Regions from separate parts of the Mus musculus genome. Here all the other regions are linked to region 7. Evidence: chromatin contacts called from public Hi-C, HiChIP or PLAC-seq, Micro-C and promoter capture Hi-C data. All regions are on one chromosome and are shown on one strand. Each heading gives the region's core, a stretch centred on a gene start, on an enhancer-like site or on the middle of the called end of the contact. The rest is flanking DNA. Distances are from core to core; before and after follow the strand shown.

What was found. Promoter capture Hi-C pulls out the DNA fragments that hold promoters and counts their contacts. Hi-C and Micro-C count contacts between places; a contact is called where the count stands out from the background. HiChIP or PLAC-seq counts read pairs in DNA pulled down with a chosen protein or histone mark. Capture Hi-C pulls out chosen DNA fragments and counts their contacts.
Region 1: a contact with region 7 is called in a promoter capture Hi-C map of neural stem cells. The contact joins the promoter of Qsox2 here to the promoter of Agpat2 in region 7. A contact is called at or near these places in 1 of 39 promoter capture datasets (neural stem cells), 5 of 115 datasets of contacts at active chromatin or transcription factors (the SCID.adh cell line, bone marrow-derived macrophages, embryonic stem cells and 2 more) and 2 of 9 other capture datasets (adipose tissue and liver).
Region 2: a Hi-C map of liver shows a contact between it and region 7, with 3 times the contacts expected there. The contact joins the enhancer-like site here to the promoter of Agpat2 in region 7. A contact is called at or near these places in 5 of 39 promoter capture datasets (the C10 cell line, cranial neural crest, embryonic stem cells and 1 more), 9 of 484 Hi-C or Micro-C datasets (B cells, CD4 T cells, CD8 T cells and 4 more), 2 of 115 datasets of contacts at active chromatin or transcription factors (embryonic stem cells and stem cell-derived neural progenitor cells) and 3 of 9 other capture datasets (adipose tissue, embryonic stem cells and pancreatic islet).
Region 3: a Micro-C map of embryonic stem cells shows a contact between it and region 7, with 1.9 times the contacts expected there. The contact joins the promoter of Tmem250-ps here to the promoter of Agpat2 in region 7. A contact is called at or near these places in 3 of 39 promoter capture datasets (hippocampal neurons, pre-B cells and stem cell-derived epiblast-like cells), 1 of 15 datasets of contacts at CTCF or cohesin (large pre-B cells), 1 of 484 Hi-C or Micro-C datasets (embryonic stem cells), 2 of 115 datasets of contacts at active chromatin or transcription factors (memory CD8 T cells and pancreatic cancer cells) and 2 of 9 other capture datasets (adipose tissue and liver).
Region 4: a contact with region 7 is called in a FOXA1 HiChIP or PLAC-seq map of pancreatic cancer cells. The contact joins the promoter of Adamtsl2 here to the promoter of Agpat2 in region 7. A contact is called at or near these places in 2 of 39 promoter capture datasets (the 3T3-L1 cell line and pre-B cells), 2 of 115 datasets of contacts at active chromatin or transcription factors (memory CD8 T cells and pancreatic cancer cells) and 1 of 9 other capture datasets (liver).
Region 5: a contact with region 7 is called in a FOXA1 HiChIP or PLAC-seq map of pancreatic cancer cells. The contact joins the enhancer-like site here to the promoter of Agpat2 in region 7. A contact is called at or near these places in 1 of 39 promoter capture datasets (the 3T3-L1 cell line), 1 of 484 Hi-C or Micro-C datasets (bone marrow-derived macrophages), 2 of 115 datasets of contacts at active chromatin or transcription factors (embryonic stem cells and pancreatic cancer cells) and 1 of 9 other capture datasets (liver).
Region 6: a contact with region 7 is called in a promoter capture Hi-C map of adipose tissue. The contact joins the promoter of Lhx3 here to the promoter of Agpat2 in region 7. A contact is called at or near these places in 2 of 39 promoter capture datasets (hippocampal neurons and neural stem cells) and 3 of 9 other capture datasets (adipose tissue, liver and pancreatic islet).

Annotation. Positions count from the first base shown.
Region 1 is chr2:26,235,798-26,239,010 of GRCm38.p6, reverse strand. Qsox2 (quiescin Q6 sulfhydryl oxidase 2) reads left to right here and starts at 1,612. Exons shown (of 12, transcript NM_001302956.1): 1 at 1,612-1,968. The coding sequence starts at 1,659.
Region 2 is chr2:27,042,263-27,045,499 of GRCm38.p6, reverse strand. No RefSeq gene overlaps it. Among named protein-coding and RNA genes, the nearest start is that of Gm13398, 7.2 kb to the right of the region's middle. Within about 2 kb of position 1,834, at least 28 of the 459 cell types and tissues checked have an H3K27ac peak or open chromatin away from gene starts, as enhancers often do. A contact at or near this core is called in adipose tissue and liver, where this site is marked.
Region 3 is chr2:26,138,807-26,141,931 of GRCm38.p6, reverse strand. Tmem250-ps (transmembrane protein 250, pseudogene) reads left to right here and starts at 1,426. Exons shown (of 2, transcript NM_001256521.1): 1 at 1,426-1,793; 2 at 3,019-3,125.
Region 4 is chr2:27,078,109-27,080,953 of GRCm38.p6, reverse strand. Adamtsl2 (ADAMTS-like 2) reads right to left here and starts at 1,575. Exons shown (of 19, transcript NM_029981.2): 1 at 1,381-1,575.
Region 5 is chr2:26,187,343-26,190,450 of GRCm38.p6, reverse strand. No RefSeq gene overlaps it. Among named protein-coding and RNA genes, the nearest start is that of Gm35745, 10 kb to the right of the region's middle. Within about 2 kb of position 1,755, at least 49 of the 459 cell types and tissues checked have an H3K27ac peak or open chromatin away from gene starts, as enhancers often do. A contact at or near this core is called in pancreatic cancer cells, where this site is marked.
Region 6 is chr2:26,205,052-26,208,128 of GRCm38.p6, reverse strand. Lhx3 (LIM homeobox protein 3) reads left to right here and starts at 1,554. Exons shown (of 6, transcript NM_001039653.2): 1 at 1,554-1,784. The coding sequence starts at 1,691.
Region 7 is chr2:26,602,694-26,605,943 of GRCm38.p6, reverse strand. Agpat2 (1-acylglycerol-3-phosphate O-acyltransferase 2 (lysophosphatidic acid acyltransferase, beta)) reads left to right here and starts at 1,527. Exons shown (of 6, transcript NM_026212.2): 1 at 1,527-1,915. The coding sequence starts at 1,734.

The DNA.
Region 1 (3,213 bases), core at 363-2,862, 370 kb after region 7:
GATTTCTGAGTTCGAGGCCAGCCTGGTCTACAGAGTGAGTTCCAGGACAGCCAGGGTTACACAGAGAAACTCTGTCTCAAAATTTAAACAACGACGACGACGACGACGACAAAGAAGAAGAAGAAGAAGAAGAAGAAGAAGAAGAAGAAGAAGAAGAAGAAGAAGAAGAAGAAGAAGCCAGTCCTACTCTCATGACTGCCTCCCCCCACCCTACCCCCAGGCAGTTTCCCTACCAGTCTCTCTGGTCCCTTGTCCTGCTTATTCATCCTCTGGTGACCATTAAAAATCAAATAGCTTCTCTGTATTTGTCTCCCAACCATGTCTCCCTGTTGCAGGATATTTGATCACAATGTAAACCCCAAGACTGTGTTATTTACTGAGAATAAAACCGGTTTCTAGTTGTGGTGTGGCTCAGCCCTTAGCACACACCTTTAATCCATGAGCTTTCTGTTTATTGTAAACAGTATAGATTAGATATAGATATAGATATAGATATAGATATAGATATAGATATAGATAGGCTTTTCAAGACAGGGTTTCTCTGTATAGCCCTGGATGTCCTGGAACTCACTCTGTAGACCAGGCTGGCCTCGAACTCAGAAATCTGCCTGCCTCTGCCTCCCAAGTGGTGGGATTAAAGGTATGCGCCACCACGCCTGGTTTATTGTAAACAATATTAAATAGGTCAAGAGGAAGAACAAGAGACCAGTTGACAGGGAGTGAAGTAGGAAAAACCGTACAGTGAGAGATCAGGTAGACAAACAGGAAGTAGAAGAGATTACATATTCTCTCTAGTGTTTGGAGAAAGCAGAACATTAGCATAGGAAAGTAGACTGAGTGATTGGAGAAGCCAGACATGGTGGTGCACATGTGTAATCCCAGTCCAGGGAGGCAGGAGGACAGATTCAGGCACATAGTGAACTCCATGCCAGCCTTAGAACCCTGTCTAAAAAAGAAGAGTCAGGTCTACCTCTCCTTTCTACCATCTTAGCAGGAAGCCAGCCAACTTTACCAGGTGGTTCTACTGTATCATGTGGGTTATAAAAAGGTCAAGGGATCATCGTGGATGTTTGAAGTTGACAGGTAAAATCATAGGTTGCATGTAAAATCTAGGATTCATGCTACATAAGAAATACAGGCATATAGCAAATATTTTTTCGATCTGTTTTTGTCCTATTAAATCTGCATTTCAGACTGAAAATCTTGGCCTGGTGTTTACTCAACATTCAACATGGCACGGGCTATTTCCCCTTGCTAAATCTGGCTACTTAGGCCCAGGACTTTCACTAGGTGAAAATTGCTTGCGGGTTTTAAGATTTTTAAGAGTTTTTTTTAATTGGGATAGGGCCAATGACCAGAGGCAGGGGCGGGGCCAGGAGCACAGGGGCGGAGCAGACTTAAGGAATGAGGCGGGGCCTACATTCTGGGGCGGGAACAATGTTCGGGGGCGGAGCAAAAAAGCGAGCTGTGCGGGACCTGGAATGACCAGTGCTGGGGAGGGGGGTCAAATTACGAGGGCGGGGCGAGAACGAAGAGTAGTGCCTGGGAAGATTAGCGGATTCGGGGGCGGGGCTAGTGCCTAGGGCGGGACCGGCGCGCGCAAGCACGTGACGCCGGTTGCCAGGGTGAAAGGTCAACGCGCCGGCGGCACTCCCAACATGGCTGCCGCCCGGGCTGTGGCGCGGGATCCAGGAGCTTATGCGCGGCAGCCACCGTCTCTTCGAGCCGCGCGGCTGCCGCGGCTGCTCTTCCTGCTGGCGGTGGTGGCGGCAGTGGGGCCCCGGGAGGGCGGCGGGGCGCGGCTCTACCGCGAGGGCTCAGACGCCGTGTGGTTGCTGGACAGCGGCAGCGTGCGGTCGGCCACGGGCAACAGCTCAGCCGCGTGGCTGGTGCAGTTCCACTCGTCGTGGTGCGGCCACTGCATCGGCTACGCACCCACCTGGCGAGCGCTGGCGGCGGACGTGCGAGGTGAGGGCCCCGCGCGCCGGTGGACGTTCCTCCGACGCAACAGCTACGTGGGCGAAGCCCCACAGATGGGGCCGATGGCTTTCCTGAGGTCGCCAGCTCAGAACACCGACTTCAACATGTCCCCAACCACTTATCCTAGCCACTACCCGATCAGTTTGACTTTCCCCATACCCAGCAATTGCATTTCAGAGGCTACCCTCTCCACTCAGGAAGGTCCCCATTCCTGTCAAACCTCAGCCTCGTTTGCTAGGTAGCCGACCATATGGTGGGCATTGGGCTGAGAAACTTAGATACCCACTCTGGGGACTGCTCTGCAACAGCAGAAAGTTTACAAAGCGTCTTCTTGCTGGGCTTCTGGGTCACTAGCCATAGCTTTCAGGAAATCTTCCCATATATGTTTAGTTACTCACCTTTGTAGAACTCAGACCCCTTGGAGCAGCTCCTGTAAATGGAATTTAAGTGGCCTTCCCAGCACTGGCTTACATTTGGCTTCACTGGCTTACAACTGTTGAACTAACCTCTAATTACAGATCTCTCAGGGCAAGACAACAAATTGTTACTCTTTTTCCTGCACCTTTGGTTTTAGGTCTGATGTTGAACACTGCTGTGTTCTTCTTAAACAGATTTGCAAAGAAGCCCTTTTTCCAAGTACGCAATTGCAGATGACTATTTTAAAATGTTTACCCTCTCTTTCCTCATTGTTGGGGCACTTTGACTTATATTTTTTTATTTTTTTGAGACAGTTTCATGACGTTGTCCAGGCTGGCCTTGAATCCATTGACCTCTGCTTTGGTCCTTATGTAGAATCTAATGACATTGTTCTCTTGGGTCGTAAGTTTTCTTTTTCTTTCTTCTTAATACTTAATTTGTTTTGAATTACATGGGCGTGGGTGTGTGCAGGTGAGTGCAGTTTCCCTTGGAAGGCAGAGGTTTTGGATTCCCTGCAGCTGGAATCAGAGGTGGAGGGAGCTGGGAATGACACTCCAGACTGAAAGAGCAGTGTGTGGGGTTTTCTTTGTTTGCCTCTTTATTTATAGTTTTTCAAGCCAGGGATTCTCTGTGTAGTCTTGGCTGTCCTAGAACTCACTCTATAGACCAGGTTGGCCTTGAACTCAGAAAGATCCGCTTGCTTCTGCCTTCTGAGGGCTGGTATTAAAGGCGAGCACCCACAACACCCTGATGCAGTCTGTGCTTTTAAACTTTGAGCCATCTCAGTTTCCTTAAGTCCTTGACAAGCACTAGCCA
Region 2 (3,237 bases), core at 585-3,084, 440 kb before region 7:
GCCAGGACTCAGTATCACAGCCTCAGTTTCCCCTCCAGGTCCTCAGCCCAGATCTAGTAGTTCTCAGAATATGATGTGTGAAGAACACCCAGGTCTTAGCTGTTTGCAGCTTTGTTTATTTTGTGTCTGTGCAGATACACTTGGAGAGGCCAGAGATGGGCCCTGGGTATCTTCATTTATGGCTTGCCACCTTATTTAATTCTTAAACATGGCTCCTCACTGGACCTAGAGCTTGCTGCTTTGGCTGTCTGGCTCACCAGCAAGCCCCCAGGCTTCTGCCTCTCTCTGTCCTGCAGAAATGAGGTTATTCTTGGACCCAGCTTTTACATAGGTGGCGGGATCCAAACCCAGATCGTCAAGCTTGTGCAGCAAGCCCTGCATCTGCTGAGCCATATTTACAACCTCTTATCCAGGCTGTACCAATACTTTAAATTTCTATTTTAACTCACTAGCAACAGAGGTCAGTGGTGATGCTGGGTGAGTTCATGAACTTTCTCAGTTACCCATGTGTGGTAGAGGACTGTAGGTACACCGATAAACAAAAGACCATTGCAGCACCCTGCTGGGCTTCATGCCTGGCTCTTTGGCCACTGTGGTTCCCAATCCACTGCAGGAAACAGTCCATCTAACTTCTGAGATGGCCCTTCCTGGTGGGTTGGGCTGCCACCCGATTCTACAGCAGAGGCTTCTAAAGGGCAGGAAAGTTGGGTGCTGTGTCCAAGGTCAATAAAAAGTGACTAGAGCCTTGACAGCAGGTTCTAACATCCTTTGTCCCTCCAGGGATACACCAGTGTCCTGTTCCAGCATGGTCCCTAAACACACGGTGTCCCTGAGGTGTGGTTTCCCATGAGTACCTACCAGACACCAGCTACACATGCTTGCACACATGCTTGCTTCACATCTGTCCCCTCCCAGACCACCCAATCAGCTGGAGCAAGACAGACAGACAGACAGACAGACAGACAGACAGACAAGAGTTCCCAGGAGAGAGCCTGCCTTGCAGGGATCCATGCCCTGTACTGCAGCCAGCCACCAACACCGCACCCCAGGAATCCTTCCCGGAGGCCTGGCTGCTGCTCGCCAGCCAGAGACTGGAGAAGTCAAGGGTTTCAGCTCCTGCTGGGGGGAAGGCCAAGGCAGCTACAGCTGGGCTTCCCAGAGGCCAGGAGCTGGTTCCAGGTCAAGTCTACACCAGGCCAGCCAGCTTTGGGGGTGAAGTGGAGGAGGAGAACTCTTGCAGATGCCAGTCCTGAGCACCAGTGAGCAAACAGAAGCACGTGGCACTTCATACAGATTAGATGGAGCACTGGATCCTGGGGCTAAGGACCCTAGGTATCCAAGAGAGTGCCCTCTGCACTTCTGAAGGGCCATTTGGTATCGGGACTAGCCTTTCTCTGAGAACCTGCATGTTCTGGAGTATTAGTTAGCCGGGAAAGTGTGTGAGGCTTGCCACACTTAGATCTAGGGAGAGAGGGGTCCTTCACATGAGCCCCACCATCCAAATGCAACCAGGATGGATTCTCAAGCCAGAGTACTGCTGAGCTGCCGGCCATTCCACATAGCCAATCTGCAGCCCGGTCCCTAGGGCCTGGGGGGGGGGGGTTAACGTAGATATGGTGTCTAGACTTTTAAACAGGAGGGATGAGAGTCGAGCTGGGAGGAGCAGCACAAAGAGGGACCTATACTACTAACTAGAGAAAAGAGGGTAAAAAGAGAGATGAGCAGAAGTGCTGGCCGCCCCTGCCTGGATGCTCAGTGCTGCTCAGTCTGGGAACAGCAGTATCTCAGCAGCCTCTGTGATCAGCCAGCAGCAGAGCTCCAGGCCCAGCACAGAAGTGCCCCCTGCTGGCCACAACTCCTATAGGGCCCTGCATTGCACAGGTCATAGGAGTACAGGCCCCAGTACTGAGTATACGTGCACACAATTCACCAGCCCCTGGACACTAGGATCTCCTTAATGGGCAAGGTCCTTCCTTGACAGTACAAAGTAGACTGTGATTTTTGTTTCAGTCTATATCTAGATGAAGGGGACTCAAAAAAAAAACCAACCAAACAAACAAACAAACAAAAACAATGAGAGAGAGAGACAGAGAGACAGAGACAGAGAGACAGAGACAGATAGCCAAGACAGCATCTCCATGGGAGAATCCCCATGATATGATGCATTAGTGTAGTCAGCCCATCTTTAATGCTAGGATACTATGTCCAATTGGCACCACTCAAACAGCACCCTGGGAAACTGGCTGAAGGGAAAGTGCCAGTCAGCTGTGTGTGCAGGCTGTTGCCCTGGTGGATGAAGAGCTAGGCTATGTCTCACTGTGGAGGCTGGATCCCCAGCTTTCAATTCTGCTTACAGTGAGGTCTATGACTGGAGAGAGGAGACAGAACGTGAGGAAATCAGGTGGAAAGGGGCGCCAGTGTGGAGTGCACCCATGAGACCAAATGCAAAAGGGCTCAGCACTGTATGAACCGTAACCACTGCTAGCCGGCTAGGGCTAGGATGTGCTGCTCTTAGACCACGAGAGTCACTCCAACCACCACCTCCACCCCCAGCAGCTTCCAGCAGTGAGGGCATTTGGAGTCTGTTTCTCATCTCAGTTTGCTGGTAAGAGGACAGCTGCAGGGGCAGATCCTGCCTGGATACAGGGTAAGGAAGAAGGCCTCAAGCCCATCCCAGCTGGGTTCTGGAGCTTTCCAGCATCTACCTGGTTCACCCTCTGTAAGGCCAATCCTACCCAGAGGCAAAAAACAGAGCCTTCACTCCCAGAGCAAACCCTGGCCTCCCTTGCGAAACAGTTTCCAGGACTGCGGCCAAATCCTGGGCACCCCAGGGTCCTTTGCTGTAGGTGGGAGGCAATGTCCCCTGCTGGTACAGGACAAAGGACAATAGGGGCAGAAAGGTCACATCACAGTCATAAACAGACAGCCTTGACCACCTCTGCCTCTCCAACCACACACACTCCCTCCCTGGGGAGGTAGTGTGTCCACCTCTGCTCCCCTGAGGTGCCCTCAGGCCTCCCGACAGAACTTTTTGGGGCATCATCTAAACTGTCAGCAAAACAAGATGAAAATTTATTAATTGCTTTTGGCTAGGAGTCCACAGGCCAGCTCCAGCCAAAAATAACTCAAAGGAAGTGTGCCAGGCCACCTGCGGCCCCAGGGGCTCCAACTGGGCTCAGTCTGAACAAGGAGCAGGCAGGGTCTTGACCTGACCCTGACGTTGGCTGGTCAGGACGG
Region 3 (3,125 bases), core at 177-2,676, 460 kb after region 7:
AAAGCAAGAGAGTAGAGGTCACAAGAAGCATCCTTTAGTGAGACGTTCAGGGTGCTTTCAGTCTCCGTCCAGTGGTCCAACATTAGAGGCCAAGAGCTGTCAGCAGCAGCTACCTGCCCAACCTCAGAGGGAGAGAGCCTCAAAGTCAGAGGTGTAGAGGACTCTGAGGGCTCTTACAGGAGCAACAGGGCTGAACAAGTGGAAAGGGACAGAGGGACAGAAAAAGTAGAGAAACTGGACATCTCTAGTAGGGACAGAACCAAGGGGGGAGCTAAAGGAGGGGACGATCAAGAAAACAGAAGATCATCACTCCAGGGTGACAGAAACTCAGGCCAGGGGAGGAAATGCTTCTTATTGTTTCGAGACAGGGTCACATAGTCCAGGGGCTCCAGTTGACTTAGACTTATTGTAAGCATTACTTCTGTGTGCATGGTGTGTGTGTGTGTGTGTGTGTGTGTGTGTGTGTGTGTAAGTCAGAGGGCAACAGGAGGGCATCAATTTTCACCTTTGTTATGTGGGTACCAAGGATTGTTAATTTGGTGGCAAGTGCCTTTACCCACAAGCCATCTCACTGACCCAAGATGTGTTTGACATACTCTCACCAAGAAGACCTGGCTGGCATAGAACTTACAGAGATCCGCCTGCCTCTGGAGTGCTGTGATTAAAAGAGAGTATAATGACATATGGCACATTCACTTATTTTTACATCTATTCATTCATTTGTGGGCTGTACTGGCAGGATGTGCACATGCCACTGCCTGTAGCTGCTCTTGGTCTTGCGTGGGCTGGGGCCTCCAAGTGTTCCCTGTGAAGTGCAAAGGTGCCTTGCAGCCAGCCCTAGGTTCCCCTTTCCTGCAAAGGGTCTGTTTCTCTTCCCTGGGAGCCTGCATTTGACGCCTGGGTAAGCAGGAGGGTCAATGTAGGATAACCCTGTAAGGCTACTTTCCGGTCCGTCATGGGATGATGGCCTGACCCAACCTTCTCTCCACATCCTAGCAACAAACGCACACATCAACTTTTAACTGAAACCTACCACACCTGCTTGCAGGAACCTGGCAAGGTCATTTAGACCGGTGACACACCAGCTTAACTCTTTCTTTTGGCGCTTCCAGGATCCTTGTGCTCTACAGCGAGTACCCCTAAAGCACGAGATCGCTTCATCTGCAACCGTCACTGCTCTCTGGGTGCCAGCGGCGCGCGTTGGGACACAGGAAAAACTCCACCGCACCACCAGAAAGGAGACAAGCTCACACCACAGCGAGAAAGCCCCTCCCACACTCGCGCACGCGCACTGACACGGAGAGGACCAGCCTCCTCGCCCTTAGTTCTCCCATCTGCGCCTGCGCGGGAGAGCTAAACTCACGCTCCGGCTGAGGCCGCGGGCCAATGACGTCACGGTCGGCTCACGGCGCGCGCACGCTAGTGCGCGTCCTCGGATAATGAGGAATTCCTGGATGCTCCGCGCGGGCCCGCGGTGGGCGCTGCGAGGCTTCACCGTGTCGTCGCGGGCGGAGGGGGCGTGAAGACCGTGCTACGGTGGCCGCCGAGGGACAACACTACGGCTCCCACGCTGGGACAAACGCCTCGGGCCCGGCCCGGGAGCGCCCTCCCCTCCGGGCCAGAGCCAGCCGGGGGCAACTGAAGGGCCGCGCGAAGCGACCCCGTCCTCGGCGGCATGTGCCCGCCTTGGCGTCGCACCCCCGGGGCACAAGCTCAGCCGCAGGCCCGGTCCCCAGCACCGTCGGCCCGCCGCATGGTTCCGGACACCGGCACCGCCACGGAGAGGGCACCGGGTGAGCCGCCGAGGACGGGCGGGGACCGGCCACGGACCTAAGGGCCGTCTCCACGGCAACGGCGCCCCGACACCGGAAGTGGCGCCCGCAGAAAACGCGGGCTGAGGGCCGGGGTCGCGCGTAGCCTATGGCTAGTGAGGGTCGTATCTCCACGCGCCGAGTTAGCGGGCCTTGGAGAGCTGGATGTCCTGCTCTAGGGTCCCGTGCTCAGAGACGCGTGCCCCGCGCCGGGCCGCGCCATGGCATGCACCTCCACCCGAGTACACCTGCTGCAGACCGCATCCCCCTCCTGTGCGGTGTCCAGTGACACGCCTGAATGAGGCCATTGCCCTGTCTAGCTGGGTAAAACATAGCTAAGCCTCCCCGGCTCGGGACAGGTTTCCTCCCACTGCGCCTCGGCCGCAGCTGCGCTGGCGGCCATTTGCTCAGGACCTACGGCGGTGACAGAAGCCGTTGGAGTGGAAGTCGCAAAAGCCTGTTGGCGATGTTGCCCTGTCCTGTTACCAACTTTTGGTCTCTAGTGTCCCATAGTTTGAAATTTAGTGTTTTTTTTCCCCCATATGCAAATTAACATAGGCTGCTGCGAATGACAATTGCTTGGTGAAACAAGGAACCACACGCCATTTCTCCTCTCTGTGTCCCAGTTTGGAGAACTCTGACACTATGTCCAGCCTAGATAAGCCAGTAATGCTTTTGTTGTGTACAGGCAGCCCCAGGGAAGAGGTCTTGGTGCCTCAATTTACGGAGCAAGATCAGTGGGAGGTGAGATGGTAACCTGCCAAAATAATGCCAAAGTTCAGGCCCAGCAAGTAACCTTAGGGGCTTGCTATGTGGACACCCCCTTCATCCCAGTCCTCTTGTGACTCTGCATGGAGTGTCCTTGAAGGGGACTGTTATAAGTCACTATGGAAGTAATGGGGAGTACTGGGCAACCAGTAGCCGGGTGTGTGGGTCTTCAAGAAACTAAAGAGTGAGCTTAGCTAGAGCACTACTGTCCCCGTTTTATCCCTGGCAGTCCTAGGGACCCTCTCCCGGCCGGCGGCTGCTGAGGGGCATAGTTACTGTTGCTTTCCTCTCCCAGCACTGGGAGGTAGAATGTTAACCATTGGCCTGCACAGGCTGAGGACTCATGAAAAGAGTCAAAAGTGCATCCTTGGGTTGCAACTGAGTTACTGACAGGGACACCCTTGAGCTCTCACCTGGCATTCTGTATTTCTCCCTGCAGGCCAGCACCTCCCCCAAGGCTCAGCTGAGGGCTCCTAGACGCTGATGACACCTATGCTGGCCATCCGGACACTGCACCGCCACTGCAAAACAGCACTGCCGCCCAGG
Region 4 (2,845 bases), core at 326-2,825, 470 kb before region 7:
CAGCTAGAGACATGAGCTCCGGGGTACTGGTTAGTTCATATTGTTGTTCCACCTATAGGGTTGCAGACCCCTTCAGCTCCTTGGGTACTTTCTCTAGCTTCTCCATTAGGGGCCCTGTGTTCCATCCTATAGATGACTGTGAGCATCCACTTCTGTATTTGCCAGGCACTGGCATAGCCTCATACAAGACAGCTATAACAGGGTCCCTTCAGCAAAATTTTGCTGGCATATGCAATATTGTCTGGGTTTGGTGGCTGATTATGGGATGGATCCCCGGGTGGGGTAGTCTCTGGATGGTAAGTCTCCATCCTTTCGTCTTAGCTCCAAACTTTGTCTCAGGGCCCTTCTCTCTTGAGAGAACAGAGATATGGAGGAGGGGCAGAAGGAGGTACAGCCTGCACCTGGCTCCTGATTCCCTTCCAACAAAACAGCCCCTCAAACCCAAACACCCACCAAGGGTTACGGTGAATCAAATCAAGAGAGCTTCCAGCCTTGCTGCTCCAACTCTCAGAATGGCTGCTGCGCACCTCAATTTAAACCCTGTCCTAGAAAGGAAGCTAATGTAGCTTGTCCCAGGTGGGTGTCATCTGCTGGTGAGTTAGACAATGGGCTTCAGAAAAAAGAGGCAGCTTGCCCAAAGCCACACAACAAGGTAGCCTACTGCCCCCTCCCCCACCACACACACACACACACACCACAGAGCAAACTTAGGGACTCAGTCGCACCCAGCAATTCCAGGGGAAGAAAGTCTGGAAATGGTCAGCACCCTCGAAGCCCTGATACCAACTGTCCTACTGTCCTACTGTCCTTCTGTCCTTCTCCCTCTCCCTTTTTTTCTCCCTCCCTCCCTCCTTCTCCTGCAGGTGTCCAGGAGCTTGGTCAGCATCACCCTTACGTCCACCCACCCCCGACACTGAAGGTCTCCATCTGAGTCCCTATTTTCACTCCAGCACAGAGTCCCCATCTCACACAGTCCCATTAGCCTCCATGGCTCCCCAGTCCCTGCTGCTGCCAAAGACAGGTGCCCAGTCAGCCTCACACTTGGTTTTCATTAAGGCTCCCAGACACTGCTGGATTCCAGCCAAGTCCAGCTCAAACAGGATCCATCTCTCCCTAGGGTCCAAAACCTTCAACAGGCCCACCACAGCATGGCTTTGCAGACCAGACAGCAACTGCTAGTACCAAGGTTGTTGCCTCAGGACCACCCTGCCACTGTGTGGCATAGGTTGTTCCCCCCTTTCTCTGTGGTTGAATACCCTCACCAGGGGCTGGGACATCCCCCGGCCCCCATTCTGAACAGCTTGGCTGGTCTGGGATAAGCTACATCTCACACCTCCCAAAGACCACAGTATGAGCAGGGACAAGTATGTAGTGGCCTACCTCACCCAGGGTCAGCAGGTTGTCCTCCTTTTAGAGAAAAGGGTGAGAGCTACTGCCAGGTGCACGGTGCAGGAAGGTGAGTGCAGAGATGTGCGGGCTCTGCCTGTCTCTGGTCCTGCTTCCCCAGCTGCCTCCCTCTCCCACTTCAAAGAGCATTCAAGGGAGGGGGTTCCCAGGAGGGGCTCTCAGCCCAGTGGCTGCTCTGTGGCCGCAGCTGCCTTTATAGCTGTCAGGCAGACGGGGAGGAACTCACACTTCCCACCGCTGCTCCCCCGCCCAGCCTGCTGGCGGCTGGCCGGGCGCACACTTTAACCCGCTCTGCTCCTCTGGAGTATGGCCAGGCTGTCCAGCTGCCTGCTGGCTGCTGCTGCCACAGTCCAGGATCAGTGAGTGAGCCTGAGACTGGCTTGCCTAGGTCCAGAGTGACTGACCCTAATGGATCAATTAGCCTGAGGTCATGTGGAGGGAGGTTGGCAGTGGTGGAGCGGAGCCCCCTTGACCCACCCATCTAACTTCAGCTTCCAGAGAAGGCTGGAAACCATGTGATGTCCAGGCTTTCGGCTCCTGTTCACAGGGAAGACACAGAGGTCCAGACATTGCACGGGTGCAGGCCACCCTCCGTCCTTGGAAAACAGACCTGAACAACGGAGGAACTGAGATACATCCAGAGATCAACCAACCAATGGCTCCAGGGAGAGGAAGAGGTGGCTACAGCCTATCGACCAGATGTCTAGGAAGATCGTCGGCACGGGGTATTCTGCAGATGTTTGGTACCAGCTTGGCTGGACCCCACAGCAGCTGGGCAGCTATTGGCAAGCAAGCAGGACTCAAGAGCTCTGTCCCTGCTGAGCTAGAGCTGAAGTCTTATGAATCCAAGAGGACTTTGGATGATGAGATGTCTGCTCTGACATTTCCTGCTCTCTGAAGCACCCCGTCCTGGAAAACAGGCACCTTCAAATGCTAAGTGATTCTGAAACAACATCCCACAAGCTGGCTGAGCCATTTCATCCATGCCTCTGTCCCTGTAGTGGGGACTGGAAGTCCTCTCCTTTTCTCTGTCCCTCCCTCTTGTCCCTCCCTCTGTGCTAGATGATAAGCTTCTTCAGCTGCCTCTTTGGGCTGCTAAGAGTGATACCCTGGGGGAAGTCTTGTGTCTGACCACCAGACCGCAGCCAAGAACAAAGCAACCAGCAAAAACCAATCAGCACCCAGCCTCTCTGTGAGGCTTGAGTCAGGTGACAAGCATCTTCATCATCTGTACTTTACCGAGGAGAAACTGAGGCTGGGAAGTGGAGTGGTCTGCTAAAGCCACCAGTCAAAGTTGTGACAGATACAGGTTGCGGCGCTGCTCTGCCACACACCCTCTCCTTCTGCCTGGTTCTTCAAAGATGCTGGCTGGCTCTCCCAGCTTAGACTGCGACAGGGGGCAGAGGGTCAGCTCTCACTCTGCCGGTGTTCAGTAGTG
Region 5 (3,108 bases), core at 506-3,005, 420 kb after region 7:
AGGAAAATATTTCTTAGAGAGCTGTTTCTGTTGGAGAATGATGTGCCTGGGATTTTATGAAGTAAAATTTATAGACCTCATTTAGGCTTATAATTTAAAACTCCTGATGAGAAAGACATTAAGTAGAGTGCTTGGGTGGGGGGTAGGGGCCGGACATGTGGGTGGACTCAGAGCTAGAGTGAGTGCTAGCTGGGGAATGAGGCCAGGAGGCCATCTCTGCTAAGGCCTGTGTAGCTTGACATGAGGTCACAGCAGGCTCAAAGTGCTAGGCTGTGGGCAGCAGGTTTCTCCTTCCTAGGAGCTCAGAACTCCAACCCCAGTATGCTTGGCACAGCAGAGCCTGGAGGGTGAGCCGACTTGCAGAGCTCCTCACACACACATACCCACTCAAGATGTTGTCCATCCTGTGTGTGCACATGGCTATAGAACGCCCAGTTACACGAATGCACAGAGATACATGCATGCACGGCACATGCATGCTCTAGATATAGACATGTGCGCATGCTGGGTGTGCACCCAAGTGCATGCTCACACACGCAGGAGCACACTAAGAGACATCATATACACAGTCATGTGCACACAGGCATGCTCCCCTTTTCTGCCGGAACTCCTCCAGCTCTGACCATCCACCATGCTGCTCCTTAGGGGCCTCGTGCCGCCTGGTCAGAGGGACACCTCAATGCTATCTATCAGACAAACTTCTAGGAAAGGCTTCTGGGCTCTGGAACCAGACACTGTTTTGAAGGCCACTGAAAGAGTGTACTGTCAGGGATGGTGCCACAGAAGGGAGCAGCATCCACCAAGGGAGAAGCAGCAGGCCTGACTGACAGCCTGCAGAGGGGGAGTGGGAAAGGGCTGCACCTGGAATGTCAGCCCAGGGTGTCCCTTCAAGAGTCGTCTCTCTGTTAGAGGTTAGTCAAGGCCCTCTTTGGACCCTCAACTTCTTTGTGTCTTTGAATACAGTCCTTACCATTGAGAGTCCATTTTCCTGCATGTGGTTGAAGAGGTTTGACTGCCCATCCTTCTGTGCCTGGTGGCCTGAGCATTGAGGACTATAGGCCCAGCATCTGACTCTGAAATTTCCTGAGGGGCTAACTCAGACTCTAACCTGCTCCTTTGAAGTCACCTGTTAGAGAGCCTGCATGAAGCTCTAGAACAGCAATTCTCCAAAGAATGGTTGTCAGGGTTCTGGCAAGACCTAAAGGATGAGGGGAGTCACAGACAGTGGTAGAAATGGGCAGAAGTGTCCCTCCAGGTCTGGGACTCCTCAGGAAAACTGGGAGAACTAGGTCCTCAAACTCTGACTCCATAGTATGGGAGAGACATAGCAGCTGTCTGCCCTGCAAGCAATCTCTAGGCTTCATCCAGGGCCCACTCTGGTTACTCCTCACACACACACACACACACACACACACACACACACACACCACACACACGCACACATGCACACATGCACGCCCGCACGAACGCGCACACACACACACCTTCATATTCAACATTTCCACCCAGCCAGGTTTACCTACACACACCCGCCAGGCTTGGACCAGGAGGCTCACCAGGACAGTCTATTCTCTCTGTCTTCATTACTTACAAACTTTCCCAAACTTCTAGGCCCAGCCTGTTTACATCCGGTCTTCTGTCCAAAGCACTGAGAACTAAAGGGGAAGTAGAAATGCTCACACCTCATAGCAAAACCACAAACACTGTGGAAGATCAAGCCTGGGTTGGAGGCAGTAGCCCCACCCTTGGCTCAGCTCCAACTAGAGAAAAGGCCACTCAGTGCCTGCCTAACTTGTCCCTGGTCCTGCAGGTACTGGACACTCCCCAGGACCCACGCCAGTTGGAATGCCCGGCAGGGGAAGCCTGCATGCACCCTTGGGAAGTGGACCCCTCAGCCGCACACAGAGACCTCAGCTCCCCTCTCCCGGCTTTCTCTTTCTCCATCAGCACCAATAGCTTCCTTGGCCCAGTCCTGCGCTGGTGATTAGGAATGGCTCCACTATGTGACCTGCAGGCACCCAGGACAGCAGGGCAAGGACAGAACAAGAGTATGGGAAGAGTGTCCTGAACAATAAATGGGTCCCGGGACTGTAAGGGACAAAATACACCTCATAACCCACACCTTGCAACAACATAGAAACCCACAGTGCAGTTTTATCCCCGGTCCTCCAAATGCCACCTGCTGCAGGTTCCTGGCCTGGGAATGTCACTTCTTTCCTGGCACTGTTTATAGGTGATCAGCGGCTGTCTTAGCTTTGCTGCAGCCCCAGGCTCCCCCACCCTGAGGTGTGGGAACAGTGCCTCCCCACCCCTATGCAGTACTGGGCTTTCTAAGCTGCCCGAGCACTTTAATCACAAGCGCTTGGGCAGTGGCCTTCGAGCCACTGGCTGTGGCTCTCCTGTAATGAGATGAGGGCTCTGTCCTGTACTTCCTTCCATAAACCCTGCTCACTGCCCACAGCACTGCATGGGATGGAGCAGGCATATTTTACATTTTCAACTTTATTAAAGGAGTGGGTCGAGCTGGGGAGACTGCATCCTCTCCATGGTCCGTTCTGCCCCTGGAGGCGATAAATCTCCATGTCCGTGATTTGTGGCTTTGCGCTCCCAATAAATTAAATCTTTCTCGATGAAAAGGTTGGCGCTCCAGGCTCAACACAGGTCACTGTATTTGTCCAAAGCAAGTGGCTGGGAAGCAGGCACAGGGCCCAGTCTGTGCTGTCCACCCTGCTAGTGCTCTCCTGGATGTGAACAGTTTACTCTGAGGAAGTAGGCTGGGGGGTAAGGGCGGGTGCAGAAGTATTCAGTTCCTGTACAGAACTGGGTCCTCTACACCAATGGACCCCTAGGCAGGTCTGTGATTCCCTTTAAACCTTCACCACCAGGGGACATTTTATCTCTTGATCTAAAAATTCCAAACTCCATCCCAGAGATGAGGTAAGCTGCCGCTTGCCCAGCGCGGACGGTATGGGTCAGGAAGCTCCACTCTCCAAAGCTTCCTGCAATACTCTAGTCATCTCTGTTCTCCATCTGTGAAAGGAAAAGGTGGCCACCCAGGGAGCTGTCACTAAGCTTCAAGTACAGTCAGCTCTAAGGACTTGCTCTAAG
Region 6 (3,077 bases), core at 305-2,804, 400 kb after region 7:
CCCTCTGTACCTTCAGCAGGACTCCAGGTAAGAGCCATTGCAACCTACAAGTCTCCATGCCAGGCAGGAAAAAGAGAAGAGACAGAATGCAGAGGGGTGACCAGGAGGGAGTGACTGCGGAGAAAAAAAGTACAAGGTGACAGCAGGCAGGAGAACAGGAAAGCTACAGGGTCAACAGTGACCAGAAAGGCCTGGGGCTGGTCCTAGAGATTGAATGTCCCACAGCTTCCAGAACTGCTTTGGCTTGCAGCAAGAATCCCCAGGCCAAGTCTCCCGCTTGAACTCTGATTCCCCAAGGGCCATTTCACTGCCACGGACGTTGGGAAATAATGGAGGCATTGTTGGCGGCAAGCCAGATGCCCAACAGTGTGGAGCCGCCCCTTCCCTAGTCTAGCCATACATGGCCCCCGCCCCACTGCCCTCTGCAGCAGCTGACACTCAATGGCTCACATCTCAGCTCACCCAGCACCCATTTCACTCCAAGCTAGTGTTCCCTGACCTCGGAATAACAAGTACAGAGCAACATGAAGGGACGGCTGCAGGCACAGGGCTCTTTCCGAGGCAGCAGCTGTGCTGGGACCAAGTGGAGAATCTTGCGTTCTTTCATTCATCCTTCCCATTCTGGGGTCTGATCGGTCACAGTCCTAGGGATGGAGGCAGAACAGGACAAGAAGAGGAACCAGGAGGGTGGCAGCAACCTGCTGATTCTGCAAACACTTCTAGGGTGTCCCTAATTGTTACCAGGGCACTATACCCTGCTGGATTCTAGTTCCTACCAGGAACTGCATAGGTCTGGCGCTGTCTCCTGGCTGGGTAGTAGGAGCCCTCAGTGAGGGCTCATGCAAGGATAGGATGATGGGTTCTGGTGGGCTCACCTGTTCGAATGGGGATGAGATGTGGAAATCCAGGTGCAGGGATTGTTCTAAGGAATTGGGGTGGGGAAGTAAGGGTAGATCTCAGGGCTTCCGCAGCTCAACCCTTTTCTGGCCTAGAGTCTTGGTGTGTTCCCGCAGAGGACACCGGATCTGAGGTCCTAAGAATCGTTCCTTCTCGCTGTACTGGCTCCAGGAGGCACTTCTAGTGGTGGGGTCCAGAGTGTCAGAGTTGGGGGACCTTCAAATCGAGCTCCTCGTAGCTCTACTGTGGCTTCTTTGCCACCACGTTCCCTCGCGATGGCTATCAGGTTGCCCTTCTGCTGACCAGGTGTGGTCTCAATGCTGTCCAGCTCCGGTTCAGAGTCTAAACGTGAGCAAAGAGAACGCAGTTCCCTCCCTGCCGCTTCCCTCGGGACCTCAGCCTTCCGGGAGGCTTAGCGAACTTGCTTGGGGCAGGGGCGAGCATCTGTAGGAAGCCTTGAGTGGTTACTGCGCTGTCTCCGTCCTCGGGAAGTGCAAGCCAGACGGCTTCTAGGCACCTCGGTTCCGGCTGAAAGGTGCACAGTCTCCAGTGGCCTCCAGTGGCCCCGGGAGCGTCTCTGCGACCCCCGGCCCAGCCCCGCCCCGCGGCCCCGCCCCCCACCGCTCCGCCCTCCGCGGGCCCGAGGCTTGGCGCCCAGAGGCCTCCCGTGGGCACAGCGCCCAGCAGCGACACGAGTCGCTCCGACGCCAGCTCGGAGTCCCTGCAACGGTGGCCTCGCCAGACCCAGGGGAAGTTCAGGGTCGGAGGGCGGCAGCACCAGGCACCTGGCCCCATGGAAGCTCGCGGGGAGCTGGACCCGTCCCGGGAATCCGCGGGCGGAGACCTGCTGCTGGCGTTGTTGGCGCGAAGGGCTGACCTGCGCCGAGGTGGGTGCCCGACGGAGAGGCTGCACTGAACAGGCCCAGATGTCCTCGGCTTTTTCTGGCCCTTGTGCGGAGGCCAGCAGAAGCCAAGGTATCTGGACAAGGGTGTGTCTGAGGGGCTCTGACATGGCTAAGCAAAGGCATCTCAAACCTCCAAAGTGTGTGGCCCTCCTGGTGCTGTGTTGTCCTGGCTTTGGGAGCCCTTGGTGATCCAGGAACGGTTTAGGAGACCTTTTGCAGCTCTGAGCTGGCTGAGGCCCCTGAGCTGGAGGGAGCATGTGAAGATGTTTCAGGACTCAGGAATCAGGGAGCAGGAGTTTCTCCTTAGGAACTGCCTTCACTCAGTTCCTTTCCCCCCATTTTCAGCGAGATCAGGTCTGGGTCATGCTGAACTCATCTCCCCTGAGTCGAGTCTTAGTGTCTGCACCGGCAGTTTACCACTAGGCTGGTGGTCAAGACGCGATTACAGGGAAAAGTGGAACTTGTCCGGGCCCCCAGTTTCTTGATCGTACCAGTCTTTTTGCAGGGCTTTGGTTCTGGGGAATAAAAGCGCTCTCCGTTTTCAAGCTGAGAGTATAACAGGATAGGAAAAGAGGAAGTTAGGCTGGCAGAAGGTCTGTCGAAGCAAGTGGGAAAAGGATTCTATGCAGACTGGGGGTATCGGATATGGCCTACTTGCTTATTTATTTATTTATTTATTTATTTATTTATTTTCCAATGGTTTATGGGATGGGTTACCCGCAGGAGCTGGGAGGAAGAGATGGGAGGGGGGATGAGAAAGGGAGGGAGGAAAGCTTGGTAAGCTAGGCTCCAGAGAGAGTTCTGTGAGGCTTGCTAGAGCACTGTTGGCTCCCGAGGCTCCACTGGGCCCTCCAACTCTGTGTAGGAAACTGTACTGAGACTGGAGTTCACCATGCCACGTAAGCAAGAGGAGATCGAGGGTGGCTTCACTGGGAGGCTTGACGGTGGCGACGGCTTTTGTAGGAAGCGGGTGTCCCCGTGTCCCTGCTGTGGGCTTCTTGGCCGAGGCGCTGTCCGTGCCTGGGTGCTGAATTTGCAGTGTTTGGCCTGTCTAGCCACCTCACTCTCTTCTGGGTATCCTTGTGGCCTTACGACGGCTCTGGTGGTGCTCTGGTACAGCTACAGTCGATCTCCACGTCCACACTTGGAGATGTGGTTTTGCTCAGGGTGGGACAGCATCCATCGCAGGCTTGTGCCCAGTGCTGGAGGGAGGTGGGGCAGTCCTTTTCTAATTCCTCCCACCAGTGGAGGCCAGCCTGAAGCTAGTTGTTTGCA
Region 7 (3,250 bases), core at 278-2,777:
TACACAGAGAAACCCTGTCTCAAAAAAACAAAAACAACCCACCCCCCAAAAAAACAAACCAAACCAAACCAAACAAAAAACCTTAAAAACATAAACCAATACGCTAAATGAATAAATAAAAAGGACACCAGGTTGGTTAGAATTAAAAGGCAGGAAGGACTCAGCATACATTCCTGAGGGGGCTGCAGAGCTGTGAGGACCTGATGCCTTGGAGATCTCAGCTGGGATCCTAGCAGCCCCGTAGCACCCCTCTCCCCCCCCCCCTTCTCTCCAAGCATATCTGGGTCTTCTACCAGAGAAGCTGAAACCCTGCAGCTCACCCTGCCTGCAACCTCATGAGCACAGAAGCCTGAAGCTGGAGTGACTCCTGGTGGTTCCTTACCCACCCTGGCACAGCTTTGGCCCTGCTTTAAAAGCTAAGCACAGGGCTGGCGAAATGGCTCAGCCGGTAAGAGCATTGACTGCTTTTCCGAAGGTCCTGAGTTCAAGCCCCAATAACCACATGGTGGCTCACAACCACCGGTAATGAGATCTGACACCGTCTTCTGGTGTACAAGCAGGGATTGAGGGAGCAGAGTTGACCAGAGTTGAGTGGGCTAACCGGAGCGAGCAGGGGTCCTAAAAATTCAATTCCCAACAACCACATGAAGGCTCACAACCTATAGCTACAGTGTACTCGCATACATAAAATAAGTCTAAAAAAAAAAAAAAAAGCTAAGCACAGTTATATAGGTAGATATTAAAATTATCATCTCTCCGGATCTGAGAAAACCAGAGATTCTCTCAGAATGCCTGGATATAGGGGAGCCTGTGGGCACATTAATATCTACAGCCATCGCTGAGTTCCACACCTAGGTGCAGACCAACCTCACCAAAAAAGAAGCTAGATGCATTTTGTCACTGACATCTGCTCTGAGAACATGATCAGGAAGGATGTATATGGCTGGCCTGCAAGCCCAAGGCTTCTTACTACAAGTGTCCCAGTGAGCACCAACTACAGGCTGGCGGTTAGAACACAGTGCGCATGGGAACACAATCGCCTGATCCACACTGCTGGCCGGGCATCAGAAGGTCCCCGGTGCCACATTACCCCAGAGACACCCCCACTCCAAAACTCTCACTACTCCTTCTGCCTCCCCCAGCTCGTTGCATCATGGGAATAGGGCTTCAGTCTCCCTGCTCAAGGGAACCTAAAGGGCCCAGGCCACCAGCCAGGTGGCCTAGTCAGGTAACCATTGGTCACTCAGTAGCCGGTCAATGGTCCTTTGTGTGGTGACAAGACTGGCATAATGGGCACGTCTTAGGTCGGTTGCACACCCTTAGGGAGCTGCGGTGCCAGGCTGGGGACTTGTGGCCGCAAGCCCCGGTGCAGGGGCGTGGGAGGCAACGCCAGAGCCCAGGCCACCCGGCAGCTCAGAGATGGGAGCCGCGGGACGAGTGAGGGAACCTCAATGTCCTGCCGCAAGGGGCAGGGTGGCAGGGAGGGGCGGGGCGGAGAGGGTGACACCCGAAGGGCCGAGGGAGGCGGGGTCCGCGTCCAGGACGCGGCGGGGCGGAGCGGGGCGCGATGCCCCCCGGCAGGGCCAGGCCCGGAGGGGCGGGAACAGGGCGGGACGGCCGCACCTAGCTCTGGGCTTCCAGCCTGGCCCGCCCTCTACCCTCGGCGCTCCTCAAAAGGGGCGCGGGCGGCGGGTGGAGGGCGGCGGCGCCGTCGGGGCTGGGGTGCGGCCGCCATGGACCCGTGGCCATGGCTGACGGCGGCGCTGCTGCTGCTGTTGCTGCTTGTGCAGCTGAGCCGCACAGCCAGGTTCTACGCCAAGGTCGGTCTCTACTGCGTGCTCTGCCTGTCCTTCTCCGCCGCGGCCTCGATCGTCTGCCTGCTGCGCCACGGCGGCCGCACCGTGGATAACATGAGGCAAGGGGGCCGGACGCCGGGATGGGCGCGCGCTTCCGCTTTCCTAACTTCTGAGCTCCTCGCGTTCTTTCCTTCCTGCCCCGCCCGCCCCGCCGTCCCCACGGTCCGGAGCCTCCGACGACGCGGCTTCCCGTCCCAGGGGCGCGTGTCACGATGTGCGCCGCTTGTAGGGCTCGGCCCTGCGGCGCCCCCTGCGCGCAGCGTGGAGTGTCGGGTTTGCGCGCGCCGCTAGCTTTGGGAGAGGGAGGGGGCCGAGCGAAGGTGGGACAGGCCCAATCCCACTTTCACCAGCAGGGAAACCGAAGCCTAGCCAGGCTTCCGGTCCGTGCTTCCACCTCTCTGCCGGTTAGAAGACACCTGTGCCCAGGTTGTAGCCACAGGTTCTCCTTGTCATTAACTTCCTCTTCTGGGGGGTGGGGGCCGAACTGTCTTTGGACCTGGCTTGCTAGCAATAAAGGAAGGAGGCTGTGGCCAGAATCCTCCTCTGCCCATCTCCCAGAGCAGGGAAGCTTAGTGGACAAGCAAAAGGTACAGGTATGGAGATCAGGCTAGGTTGTCCTGCAATGGGGGCTGCCCGAGAGAAAAAGCCTCTAGTCCTTTCTCCCTGTCCACACTCCCAGGAGACTGTTGCTACATTTCTTTCTGCCCCATTTGGACTGCTGAGAGGGTGGGTTTTGCAATGTCCTGGCCTTGGCCTTGCCTGGGTGTTTCGGACCTTGTGCCCCTGAAGCCCCTCCTCCCCCGCGGTAGTTACAAGGACTGTGAATGATGGTTTCCTGACTCTCGGCTGTATCTGGTCGTCTTTGGGGTTAGGATGCTGTCCTGACCAGCCATATTTTGTGGGTCCCAGCCCTCATTTCTCAGGTGCTTATAGTGACTATCCAGTGTCCCAGGGAGCAGACATGCAGAGGAGACCCTTGCACAGAAGACAAGGGTGCCCTAGCTATGCACTTTTCACGGTGCATAGAACAGGGTGGGGAGGCCTGCTCCCCACCTCCCCACCCTGTCTTAGGGTTCCTGTCTTAAATCCTCATAAGGCGATGAGTTGAGATAGGAACAGCAGGGCCCTTGGAGTATTGCAAGCATGACATCCTCCAGGGATGACCGTAGAGAGGGGTGAGTGGAAAAGAAAGGGATTGACTAGCTAGGAGGTGGAGGCTTGCTCAGTCCACATATGGACTCATCCCCATCTCGTGCCTCCCTGGCCTAGGCCAGCCAAGCTTGGGTTGCAGATGCTACTCTGCCTGGGCAACAGATGGGACTGAGGTTCAGAAAAGCAATTTGACAGAAAGGTTTGCGGACTGGGAGAGTTTGGAAAGAAGGAGGCAAGGGATC